Regions from separate parts of the Capra hircus genome. Here region 1 is linked to region 2. A link is a contact called in public Hi-C data. All regions are on one chromosome and are shown on one strand. Each heading gives the region's core, a stretch centred on a gene start, on an enhancer-like site or on the middle of the called end of the contact. The rest is flanking DNA. Distances are from core to core; before and after follow the strand shown. Region 1 holds the start of CACNA2D4 (voltage-dependent calcium channel subunit alpha-2/delta-4). Region 2 has its middle 47 kb from the start of FBXL14.

Region 1 (6,651 bases), core at 3,256-5,755, 140 kb after region 2:
GTCAGCCGTGGCCAGGGGCAAGCAGGACCTTTCAAGGCAGTGAACCCACTCTGTGATCTATGGCAGTGGGTACAGGTCATTACATGTTCGTCCAAACCCTTGGGATGCACACCCCCAAGAGTGAACCCTCAAGCAGACTACGGACTTCAGGTGACAATGACGCATCGGGGTCAGTTCGTTGATTGTACAAGTGTACCACCTGGTGGGAGTGTTGGTAGCTGGGAAGGCTGCGTTTGTGAGGGCAGGGGAGTAAATGGCAACTCTGTGCTTTCTTCACAATCTTGCTGTCAACCTAACACTGCTTTAAAAATTAAAGTCGTTGGGTTTTCCCTGGGGGTTTAGTCATTAAGACTGTGCTTCCACTGCAAGGGGTTTGGGGGTGAACTCCAGTTGGGGAACTAAGATCCCACATGCTTCATGGAGCAGCCAAAAATAAATAAATAAATAAAATACATTAAAAAAAAAAAAGAGGAGTTCCCTGGTGATCCAGCGGTAAAGACTCCAAGCTTCCAGTGGAGGGGCCATGGGTTTGATCGCTGATCAGGGAACTTGACCTCACATGCTGCAACTAAGACCCAGTGCAGCCAAATAAATAAACAAATAACTTAAAAAAAAAAAAGATAAAGGAAAAAAAAAGGCGCAGTGAATAGAAGTAGAGACACAGCAGGGCATTTATTACCAGGAAGATGGGGTTTTACACCATCTGCGACCCTCTGGGTCTCTGTTTATCCTCCTGTGAACCGCAGAGCAATCCTTGCTGCCCTGCACCCAACCCTCGTGTCTGAGGGCAAGATGAAGAAGTTCCATGGGGCAAAGCTTATTTAGTGCTGCTCTGCAGGAGATTCCCCATGGCACCCTCATGGAGGGTCTGTTTGGCTGTGACCCTGGAGGGAAGGGGGAGGGTGGGGAGGAAGAGGGAAGGAAGAGGGGAGGAGGGGGAGGGGGTTCACGTCACAGGCAGTCAGTCAACCCGTGGCCCTCCCACCCTCCGCCCCCACCCACCATTCACCCAGTGGTAACTCCTGGGCCCTCATTCTGCACCCCGTCCCACTACTGAACCTGAGATCATGATGCAGGTCCTTCTTGACACCATGGGCTGACCCTCCAGCCCCGGACACTGTTCCCTAAGGCAGGGTACCCACCCCAGCCCTCCCCTCTCTCCCGTTGCCCCCACCCCACCTCCTCTTTGCAAGAGTCTGGTGGCTCACAGAGCTACGGGGCGGAAGGTGATGTGGGTGGGAGGGCCCAGGGCAGGTGTTCAGTGTCTAGGGTGGGTGGGCCCCCCAGCCCCCAGGCTGAGCACCTGGATAGCCTCCACTTTCCTGCGGAGCATGGTCTCCATGTCCTCCGAGAACTTCCTCACCAGCTCCAAGCCATCCACCTCCTTGATCTTCAGACTGGACTCCACATCCTTGTATTTCTGTTCAGGAGACACATGGAGACACACACCTGTTTTCTGGGACCCAGAAGTCCACCCGGATGGATAGCAGCCTCTGCCCTCCCACTGGATGTTCACACCGGGGCCAGGATGGCCTTGTCTCCTCCAAAACCTCCCATGCAGATGACAAATGACTTCTCTTATCAGACGTCCTCTGATTCATATCTGTCAGAGGGAGAGGTTGAGGCCCAGAGAGGTCGTGAAACTCAACTGAGGTCACACAGCTGCTCAGGGGCTGGGCCTCCACATGCTGCCTCTAGGGATGGCTCTCAGGGGCTGCGAGGCTCGAGATCTTGGTGCCCAACCCCACACCCTGTGAGCCGCAGGGCTGGGCACTGCCTGACCCTTGGCCAGTGAGCCTGGGCACTAAGAGGGCCGCTGAGTCACTGTCTGGGCCCCGGGAAGCCATCTGGGCACGAGTTACTTAGTCCCCAAATTGCAGGTCCATGGCTTTCACCCCAAACAGCCACGTCTCCAGCTCCCTCATGAGTCAGAGGAAGGAGAAAATCGGAGGAAACTTGCTTGGCTGAGGGGCTGGTGTGGCGATGGGGAGAGTGAGGGGAGTCAGGGGGAGCTGGCATTGCTACCTGCCCAGGGCCAGGACAGCTGGAGGGGACAGGCATGACCTTAAAAGCCAAGGGCTCCTTCAGCAGTGCTTAGGAAACAATCTGAAGCTGCAGAGGGGAGAAGAAGGGGAACACGGACCCTCAGCCATGGGCAGTGGGACAGCAGCACCCTCCTTTGTGAGGGTCTGGAAGTCGTGATGCCAGGGGGACTGGAGCTTAAGGGGTCTAGTGAGAACCCGGCGGGTCATCTTTAATCGACAGAGCAGTGAACTACTCATGGCAGGGTTTGCCAGCTCCCACCCAGGGGCCCTGCAGCTAGGACACCGTGGCAGGCAGGGTGGAGCACTGAGTGGGCGGCTCTCCGCTGGCCCCTGCCTGCTCCCCAGTGTGGGGCCTGCATCTGGCCCACCCACTCCCTCTCCCATTGGTCCCTCACCCCCACAACCTCTTGTTCCCGGATCCCATCTCAGGGTTGGCTTCCCGGCCCCTGAGCTGACATCCCACCAGCTTGCTCTGTGTCTTGGGCGAATCATTCCCCTCCCTGGGCCTCAGTTTCACCGTCTGAAATGGGGATTGGATTAGATGGTCCCCAGGGCCCTTCATAAGCACAGACATCCTGCTTCCCCACCAGGACGGAGTCCCTGGCTCTGATCACCTGGCTGACTGCCCAGCCGCCCTAGGTGGACTGACCTTCTGCAGCAGGAGGGAGCCTGAGTACTTGGTGACAGTGTTATACAGGTCCCGGCCAAAAGTGTCTGCCCACAGCTTCACTCTGCCGGACAGAAGGAGTACATGTGTGCATGCACGCACGCACACACACGTGCATGCACACATGAATGCACACACGTGCACATACACATGGAGGCACAAAGATGCGCACACGTGCACACAGACAGATGCACACATGCATGTGCAGACACACACGTGTGTGTACACACGCACACACACGTACACACACCCTTGCACACACACATGCATGCACACAGACACAAAGACACAAAGATGCACACCCATGCACACACATGTATACACGTATGCACACACACACAGACAGATGCACACAGACGCATGTACATAGGAAGCCTGTGTCTACACGCAGAGACACCCACTGATGCACATACACAAACCCGCACAATCATGCAGAGACACACATAACATAGACATACAGGTAGACAGGGACACACACAGGCACACACACAATTACACACTGCCGTACACCAAGGAAAACACACCAACACAGTCCACCCCCTGTAGGGCAGGGATCCAGAGGACCCGTCAGGACTCAACAGTTACACTATGATCAGAACCCCTTGGCTAGGACCCCGCTGAGGGGCAGAGCTGACCACCCAGAGCCAAGCCCTAACCCCACACCCCGAGGGCTAGAGAGAAGGGAGCGAGGCTGAGCGTGGGCAGGTTGGGCGGGAGACCCTGAGGACGTGCACAGATGCAGCTTCTCAGCCAGCTGTCCTCCAGCTGCCCCTTGCAGGTCACCCTGGGGCCACGACTCCTCTTCTAAAGGCTTGGTGGGGGGATGTGAGGCAGAGAGGCCGAACCTCTGAGCTGTGTCTGGGAGGCTGGGGCCGCAGGCAGGTGACAAAGTAGAGGTGGGACCCCCTCCATGGGGACAGTGGACCTCAAACCTCGTGCACGGCTCAGCCCCACACAAACCCCGGGCATCCGTGGGCTGCAGGGCCCCCTTCTGTAAGACCAAGGCTGACAGCAGTCTGACTTGTGCTGGGCTCAGGTGTGATGAACAGGTAGCCCCTTTAGTCCAGGATGCTCTGCACCCATCCCAATTGAAACTGTATTTAACGGAGCCACCAGAACTAAGCACTAAAGACCAGACACCCCCACGGAGCCACACAGTAGTTTATACACAGAATGACTGGAAGCTTCCCTGGAGCTGCTCTTAGTGACAGAATGTAGGACTGGGGCCAAGAGGGAGGCAGACAGGCATAAAAAGGGAATGGGGAACCCCCTTCACTCTCCCTGACTCCTGGCTGCACAAGCTGGTGGTCAGTTTAGGCCTGTTTACCCTCATAATGTCGAGATGTGGGTTTCCTGGCAAATCCTTGGGGGACCCTGATGGTCACTTCCAGCAACTCGGCTCCCACTCCAACTGCTCATCCCGCAATCACCCCCCAGGTGCTGAGGGTGCCAGGAGTTGTGGGGACCTCCATGATCAGGTCTGGGGAGGGGATGGGGGTGGGGCCCTAAATGGCAGAGGTTTGGGAAAGAGAAGAGTTTCACAGGAGAAAAGGATAGGGGGACTGGGGGGCGAGGACTGAGATGGGCCGGGGAGGGGTGGGGAGGGAGGAAAGGGTCTCTGGGGCAGGGGGCTGGCCTCGAGGCTTACGTTTCCACAGGGATCCTGACCTGCCCCTGTGTTGGGGGCAGGGATGTGCTGGACAGCAGGCACAGGAGGATCGCTGTCTTCCGCAGGGAGGCCCAGGCCACAGAGGTGGGGCTGGGGTCTGCATGGATGCTCAGGGGCCCAGGCATGGTCCCCCTGTGGGATGAGGCTGGGGAGCAGCCTCAGACCCTGAGCTCTGTCTGCCCAGACCCCTCGCACGGCCCCACACCTTCTGCTTCCGGGTCTGGACAAGCCTGTGGTTCCCCAGCTTCCAGTGGGGTCCTGGCTGCAGTGTCTGTGCGTGAGGAGGGGGCTCCCCTGTCTGTCCTGCAGAGGGGCGGCCCCACCTGAGCAGCAGGCTCCCAGGAGAGGGACTGACAGGAGAGGCTGGGACAGAATGAGCCAGTTAATCTGCCGGCCTCTTCTCTAATCCCCGCCCGGCAGCAGGAGGGTGGCGGCAGGGACCTCAGTGGGATTATCCTGGTTTCAGAAGTGGGGGCCGGCTCACCACGTGTGAGCCTCAGGCTCCCATGTCACAGAGGCAGACCAGTCCCTGGACCCAGGAGACGATGCAGCAACCCTGACCCTGTGACGAATCTGCTCCTGAAACCTCAGAGCCATCCTGGGGTCCGTGTGAGTATCCCCATTTGCTCAGGGAGGTGAGGGGACAGGGTGTCTCTGCCTGGGCTCCCACGTCCAGCCCGCTGCCTTCGGCCAGGTCACAGATAATGTCCACAGTCAGCGGCCCCAAGTGCCCCACATCTCACCTGGTTCTAGGTTGGGGACCCATTTTCTGGGAAGCTCCATCCTCGCCCCCCCGCCCTCCCCACCCCTTGCACAGATCCAGCCCCTAATGCTCGTCCAGCCGCTGCTGGTCAAGGCCTACGTCCATCTGCATCTCAGGCCCACTGTCTGATTTCCCCCATCCTAGGTGGACCTGGGGGCACTGTGGGCCGCAGGGGTCCGGCCGAGAGGAAGCCGAGTGGGGATACAATGAGTCTGGCTTGTGTAGCTACCTAGACTGTTGTCTCCAGCCGTCCCGGCAGGGTGGCTCCAGGGACACTCACCGCCTGCCCTCAGGGCTGCTGCCCCACAACAGGACCACCCCCAGCAGCAGCGTGACCACCTCACAGCATCCCCCGCTAGCAGTGTGCGGGAGGGGAGAGAAACAAAACCACAAGCTCATCTGCAGAAGATTCTACCCACAATGGAACAAAGTGGTCAGTGAGGGACCTGGTTCTCTCCAGGCCTGGTGCTCCTGTTAGGAAGCAGTCGACACTGATTGCCCATAATTATAAACATGACATATGCTGTCTTCTCTTCCGACAGGAATTACACACAACAGGATTTGATGAAAATTCTTGTCTCTGTGGGCCCAAACTGGCAATAGTGCCATATGAGGCCACATCCACCCCTGCCACCATTCAGAGTGCTTCTTGGTTGATGAATCTTGTCCTGATCAAACTCGCTGCTTCCTGCAAAACAGGGCATGGGGCTGCCACAAAAGCAGAGAAACGCCCGGAGAAGCAAGGATTCCCATGACAAACTCCTGTGCATCTCTGGTGGGGAGTCAGTGCTGCGTGCCAGGAGGGGCATCGATCGCTACAGATGCTGGAATTTAGCTCCTAGGAATGCTGGGTTTCAGGAGAATTCTGCATACTCTTCATTTTGAATCATAACAAATTTAGAAAAAGTGCCACAGATGGGTATTGGTCAATTAGCAAATAAAAAGAATCTGTGACTTTTCTAGGTTTTGTGATTTTTGGGGTATTCACCCACTTCTTAAAGTTTGTCATTTGGAGTAACTCTCATTTTATTTTTACTTTAATTTTTTGTTTTTCAATTAAAAAATTAAAGTATAGTTGATTTATAACGTCTCAGGTGTATAGCAAAGTGATTCAGTTATGCATACACATAGACCACTATTTTTGGATTCTTTTCCATTATAGGTTATTACAAGATATTGAATATATTTCCCTGTGCTACACAGTAGGGCCTGGTTTATCTATTTTATATATAGTAGTGTTTGTCTGTTAATCCTAAACTCCTAATTACTCCCTCCCCCAGACACTGTTATTTTAAATAAACGCTCCCTTTTGTGCCTCCCTCTGCACCCGTGTTCCGTGTCTGCTGTGGGTGACTCCCCACGTGACGTGAGCCATGACCCCCCGGCCCGCCCCGCCCAGTTCTGGTACCTGCTCACTGTGGCCGCTGCCTGACTCTGACGCTCTAAGCCCTGCAGCTGCTAGGAAGTCCTGTCCACATCACAGACGCGGGGGTGACTTGGTTCCCCA
Region 2 (6,608 bases), core at 1,178-3,677:
TGCTTCCTTTGCACCCCCTGGCCGGCAGGGCTGGAGTCCTCACCAAAAAGAAACATCCAGGAGGGATGAGGGTGGCCAGATGTTCCTGTAAATCTCCCAGGGCCCTTGGGAGCAGAGATGGCAAATGTGGAATTTGCCGTCTTCAAATGCCCTGCGGCCGCCTGCTTGCATCCTTCTGATTGGAGAGCACTCATGGTCCTGCTTTCCCGTCTTGGGCTGAGGACGAGAGGAGCGTTTGTGGACAAGGACGTGAGTCCACTCGCACATGTAAGGGGCTGTGTTCCTTCCTTGGTGGGGACCTAACCTCCATCTCCCTGAGCCACGGCCAGGTCCCCAGCTCCTCGCCTGGCTGCGCTCCTGTCTGGCCACACGGTGTCGCTGTTTCACCAGCTCCAGCCCAGCGTCTGCCACTCACACTTTAGTTCAAAAGCTGGTCGTGGGGTCCTTGTGCCAGAAACAGACTCTGGGAAGCAGAACAGCTGAGTTTTCGATGTTTCATTTGAACACATTTGGGAAGAATCAGGTCAGTGTGATTTTACTAATTCTTTTTTTCCACACTGCGAGACCTCTAGTAGGTGGATCCCCTTCACACATTAAACCCAGCTCTTTTGCAAACAGCTGTCTGTTCCTGGGCTGGGAAGATCCCCCGGAGGAGGACATGGCAACCCACTCCAGATTCTTGCCTGGAGAATCCCATGGACAGAGGAGCCTGGCGGGGTACAGTCCACAAGGTCACAAAAGTCGAACGTGACCTAGTAACAACACACAGCACAAAATTCCCCAGCCAGGGATTAAGCCCGGTCCCTCGCAGTGAGAGCTCAGAGTCCCAGCCACTGGACCTCCAGGGAACTCCCATATTTCACTAATTTGTTAAAAATTGAGTGTGGAAGGATGATGAGGGGAGTGCCCAGTCCAGCTGGGATGGGCCACTGAGACATGGGTGATGATAATGGAGCTCGGGCTCGGAAGTGGCTTGGGTCAGCCTCCGAGCCGGCAGCCAGATGCTCTTCTTGCTTGATGGTCATCATCCCAGAGGTGGGGAGTCACTGTAGTTTCCACAGAGGACTGACTGTACCAGCTGCTCTGCGTACATCATCTATAATTCCCTCGGTACCTCCGCAAGGTTGGTGTCATTATCCACAAGTTCCGGATGGGAGGAAAGACTCAGAGAAGCGAAGGAACATCCTCTGACTCACACAGCTGCTAGCTGATGCTGACTGACTCCAGGGGCCCTTCTGTCCCCTTGGTGGGTTTCTGAGTGATCCCAGGATGTGAAGTAAGAGGGGCCTGTTTCCTTCTGAGCCTCAGATGTGCGCACTGATCTGCCCCTCAGACCACCATGAATTTAGGATGAGGAGGGTGAGCAGGGAAATTTCTTCTGATGGAGGCACAAGGCTGTCCTCAACCTAAGGTAAGAGGACCAGCTGTGCAGGGCTGTGGGCTCAGAGAATCTGCCTTGCACACAGGGGAGACAGCTGTTTGCAGAAGAGCTGGGTTTAAAAGCGTGAAGGGCATCAGCCTGCTAGAAGTCAGTGTCTAGGCACTCAAAACTGACTCTGCACGAGCGGACATTGGGCCTTCCTGATAGCATCTCCCCAGGTGGCGCTAATGGTGAAGAACCCACCTGCCAATGCAGGAGACGTAAGAGACACAGGTTCGATCTCTAGACCAGGAAGATCCCCTGGAGAAGGAAATGGCAACCCATCCCAGTATTCTTGCCTGGGAAATCCCATGACAGAGGAGCCTGGCACACTACAGTGGATGGGGTTGCGAAAGTCAGGCACGACTGAGCTCACACACACACACACACACACAAGAAACTAAAATCAGTACAGTCTGTCCCCAAAGCCTCCTCCTTCGTAAGACGTGTGAACGGATAATAACTTCCTAGACCTGTTTCTAACCTCTGCTATGGTCAGTTGGACCCCTTTGGATGACCAGATAAGGAGGGCATTTCTTGGAGGCAGACCTGAGCCTTGAGCTTGGCTTCATCATGGGCCCGTCTAGCTTTGGAGAAACCCAGAGGACACAATGTGCACTGAAGGGGCGCTCAGCTGGTCCCAGTCCAGGGGACAGCAGCCCGAGAGGAGCCTCTGTGGATGCCAGTACCCACATAGGTCTGGGCAGGGCAGAGCTGGCCACTGCATGCCCTCCGCCCACCCTGGCCAGGGACCAGCCAGCAGAGGCCGCCAGCCAGCACGTGGATGTCACGTTCTCGCTAAAGAAAGCCCCTGCGGTCACCTCTGCTTCTGCTTCTACCAGTCCTGAGTCTGGCCACAAATTGAGGGCTTTTCCAGATAAAAATTCTGTTAAGCTACAGGTCAGTGTGACCCTGTAAGATAGGGACTTGCTTCTTAACCCCAGAGTCAGACACCAGAATTCCGGCCCGGCTCTGCTCTTGGCTTGTGCAAGAGCCCTGGATGCAGCCCTGGATTCCAGGCTTTGGTTTGTTATCCAGTGCTTCCTGCTCCGAGGCGGGCTTTGTGAAGCTCGGCTGCCACAGAGACAGGCAAGAACTTTGAGCAGTGTGCCCACTCCCACTCTTAGCTGGTATTTAGGTGTGCTGTGGACTGACCCAGTGATCCCTGGCTTGTTTTCTGAGCCCCTTATTGTGTATTCCCCACAAAGTGGTTAAAAAACAAAAATGAAAAAAACCAAAACACTCTCTTGGCCAAATAGACTTTTTTTTTTTTTTTGGTAACAAAAAGAACCAAAGTGGAAATAAAGGCTATCTTTCTAAGCAGAAAGAAACTATTTGTCACCAGGATAGGTAACTGAGAGTTATAGATTTCACTCCCCAGAGAAGTTTAAGGAAATAAGGGGCATTGAGATGTTTGGGGAACTTTAGTAGTGTCTGGAGACAGGTTGAAAACCAGATACTCCCTGGAGACTCATTTCAGCTACAGGACTGTGAGGCCTGCCTCCCTCAGGGGAGCTAACCACACACACCAGGACAGGCTCAGGTTTGGTGCAGAGGATGGGCCAAGTCATCTCAGGCAGTTCCCTTAGCAATAAAACAGGGATCATAATATGTGTTAGTTGCTCAGTCATGTCTGACTCTTTTCGACCCCATGGACTGTGTCTCAGGCTTCTCTGTCCATGGGATTCTCCAGGCAAGAATAGTGGAGTGGGTAGCCATTCCCTTCTCCAGGGGATCTTCCCAACCCAGGGTTCGAACCTGGGACTCCCACATCGCAGGCAGATTCTTTACCATCTGAGCCACCATAATATATTTCCTTCAGATAAGATAGAGGCTATGAAAGCTTTCTGTAAAACATTAAGTCTTATTTTTTAAAATTTTATGATTTTTTAAAATACATGTGTAGAAAGTTCACTGTGGCCTAGTTTATTTTTTTCTTTATACATTTGGGCTTCACAGTGCGGCATGTGGGATCTTAATTCCCAGATCAGGGATCAAAGCCGTGCTTGCTGTGGTTGAAGTGCAGAGTTTTAACTGGACTCCCAGGGAAGTCCCATAAGGTCTTTTTAAAGGCTGAGATATTGGTACTTGTATCAAGGCAAGATCAAAGGTAACATGGTTTTTAAAAAGCACACAACTATGACATGTAAGATCTTTGGAATCATCTCTCAGTCAAAGTTGCGGCTTCACAGGTGGCTCAGTGGTAAAGAACCTGCCTGCCAATGCAGGAGATGAGGGTTCGATCCCTGGGTTGGAAAGACCCCAGGAGGAGGAAATGGCAACCCACTCCAGTTCGCTTGCCTGGAGAATCCCATGGACAGAGGAGCCTGGTGGGCTATAGTCCGGGATTCGAAAAGAGTCAGACATGACTGAGGATGCATGCACGTACTTGATCAGAGCCAATCGAAAATGCAAGGAATCTAATCTGGATTCGTTTGGCTTTTCGTATACCCAGAAATTCACCGTTCTTCTCTAGGTTGACTTTGATCTTTCTTGAGAAGGGGACCACTGTGCTCTTCCAAAAGAAGTCATTAAAAAAATATATTAAAAAAATTTTTTTTGGCTGCACTGTGTGGCAAGTGGGACCCTAGTTCCTCCTCCAGGGATCAAACCTGAATCCTCTGCATTTGAAGGTGGAATCAACCACAGGAAAGTCTGGAAACCACTTTTTAAGTCTATTTCCTGCTGTTTCTGGACCTTAGGGAACTTCAAAAGGGCAAAGAAACCTTGCACAGAAGCAGCAAGGAAGCAAGCCCAACCCTGGACCTCTGGAAGATGTGGCCAAGGAACCAGGCCCTTACTCCACCCTCCACAGGGTCTGGCCACCCACTCAGAGCCCCGTCTCCTCGCTGCCTACACCCCAGGCCACGCAGCCACGTGGAGGGCCCAGACCTGGGACTGCTCCACAGTCACAGAGGATACAAGTTGAGAAGCAGGTCTTTACTCAGGGTGGTGGTTCTGCTACCATCATCCTGGCCTTGATTTCAGTGAGGCAAGCAGTTGTCTACAGATGCCCTGAACAGCAAAGCTCACACATTCCCTTGTTTATCTGGGGAAATGCCTTCTAACTCTAAACAATTGACTTACCAAGTCCCTGAGAACAATGCCCATTCATCAGACGGGGACATTCTGCTCCCTGGGAGAGGGAGTGAGCGGGGTGTCACCCTGCAAGCTGGCAGACACCCTGCAAGTGTCCCAGCGCTTACTCAGAACATGAACATGCAGGGTGGGCTGGTCCAAACCTGCCCGGAGGAACACATCCTGTGCCCCTGGCCCTGACACGTCCTGCCCGCATGCGCCTGCTCTTCTTTCTGAGCTGGAGAATACTGACTGGGTGCCTGGGTCCTCTGCTGAGGTCACATCCATGCCTTCAGATACCATCTAGGACAGAAACATTGAGAACAAACTTCACTCCCGGGGCGGGGTGGGGACCTCTTACTGTGTCTGCTCACTTCTTAACAGAACAGGGGAAGTGAAATTGTTTAGAAATCAGAACATGGAGGTTTTTGTTTGGGGTTTTTGTTTTGTTTTGTCTTGGTGTTGCTTGTTTGTTTGCATTGCATGTAGGGAAATGCTTTATTTGTTTTTTCTTTTTTTTTTTTCTTTCAGTTTTATTTTTTATTTTTTTAAAATGTAACTGACTCACTAAGTTTTAGGGGACCAGCACCTGACTTACACATATTCTGAGATGATGACCATGATGAGCTTAGTGTAAATCCATTATCTCAAGAGTCCCTGGGGGTCCAGTGGTTAGAATGTTGCGCTCCCACTGCTGGTGCCCAAGTTTGATCCCTGGTCGGGGAACAAAGATCCCACAAGCTGAGCAGTGCAGCAAAAAAAAAAAAAAAAAAAAAAGAACAATCTATCACCTCCTAGAGACTTTAAAAAGAAAACCTTTTCTCCTTGTGAAGAGGACATTTATGACCTACCTTCTTAACAGTCTCTAGACACTCCATATAACAGTGTTAACCACAGTTCGAAGGCTGGACATGACATCTTGGGACTAGTAGAATTCTAAGCAGAGGTAGAAAGAGCTTCGTGAGGCTGAAAGCTTACGCAGTCAGAATGGCGGGCCGGCGGGGTGTGTGTGTGTGTGTGTCGGGGGGTGGGGCACAGCAATTTTTAAAATTACAAATGACATACAAGGCCTTCCAATACAAGAAAGAGACCATGAAGCCTAAGATTCATTCACTTACGGAAAACCCAACTTTGGGAAAAAAGGAAAGCACCCAGAAGATTCCTGGGAAACACAGTCTTACACAGCTGTGAATGGCTTTTCCCAAAACATTCTTGGGCTTCCCAGGTGGCTCACATGGTAAAGAATCCACCTGCAATGCAGGAGACACGGGTTCAATCCCTGGGTCAAGAAGATCCCCTGGAGAAGGGAAAGGCTACCCACTCCAGTATTCTTGCCTGGAGAATTCCATGGACAGAAAACATTCTTACTCCTTCTTGCCTTGACTGAAATCTGCATTTTTCCTGACAAAGCCATTTAGGCTAGAGCCCTCTGGGGTAAAGGCCCTCTTTGCTCCCAGCCCCCAGGTGTGGCCGTCTGGTCTGGTGGGGGGAGTTGCCACACCCCGCCGTTAAAGACCTGGCTTTGTAGGGGCTCCAGCCAGACCACCTCCCCCATTTTGGTTGCTGTCCTCCAGCCACCTCAGAGGAGAGACGGTCAAACTCATGAAGACGTGATTAACCTCATTTATAGCAAATGAAGTGTTAGTTCAAACTATAGGAGATATAATTTTTCCACCTAATAGATGACCTTGCTGTCATTGTTTAGTTGCTTAGTTGTGTCCAACTCTTTTGTGACCCCATGGACTGTAGCCCACCAGGCTTCTCTATCCATAGGATTCTCCAGGCAAGATTGCTGGGGTGGGTTGCCACGTCCCTCTCCAGGGGATCTTCCCAACCCAGGGATAGAATTCGAGTTTCTGGTATTGGCAGGTGGATTCTTTACCACTGAACTCCCTGGGAAATCCTTAATAGATGAGTAATGATGAGCAAATTTGATGCGCTGCTCTATGGGAGAGGAAGGGAACAAACAGGTACTCCATGCATTGCTGCTGGGAGTAAAAAGCACCACCTCCTCAGAACAATCTATCAAAATGTAAAAGGCACATATCCTGGGATTTCCATGGTGGCGCAATTGTTAAGACTCCATGCTTCCAGTGAAGAGGGCAACAGG

Evidence for each region. Hi-C and Micro-C count contacts between places; a contact is called where the count stands out from the background.
Region 1: a contact with region 2 is called in a Hi-C map of blood, with 4 times the contacts expected there. The contact joins the promoter of CACNA2D4 here to the enhancer-like site in region 2. A contact is called at or near these places in 2 of 5 Hi-C or Micro-C datasets (both in blood).

What each region holds. Positions count from the first base shown.
Region 1 is chr5:107,218,498-107,225,148 of ARS1.2, forward strand. CACNA2D4 (voltage-dependent calcium channel subunit alpha-2/delta-4) reads right to left here and starts at 4,506. Exons shown (of 38, transcript XM_018049066.1): 1 at 4,361-4,506; 2 at 2,695-2,776; 3 at 1,304-1,420. The coding sequence starts at 4,506.
Region 2 is chr5:107,081,429-107,088,036 of ARS1.2, forward strand. No RefSeq gene overlaps it. Among named protein-coding and RNA genes, the nearest start is that of FBXL14, 47 kb to the left of the region's middle. Within about 2 kb of position 2,428, at least 2 of the 5 cell types and tissues checked have an H3K27ac peak or open chromatin away from gene starts, as enhancers often do.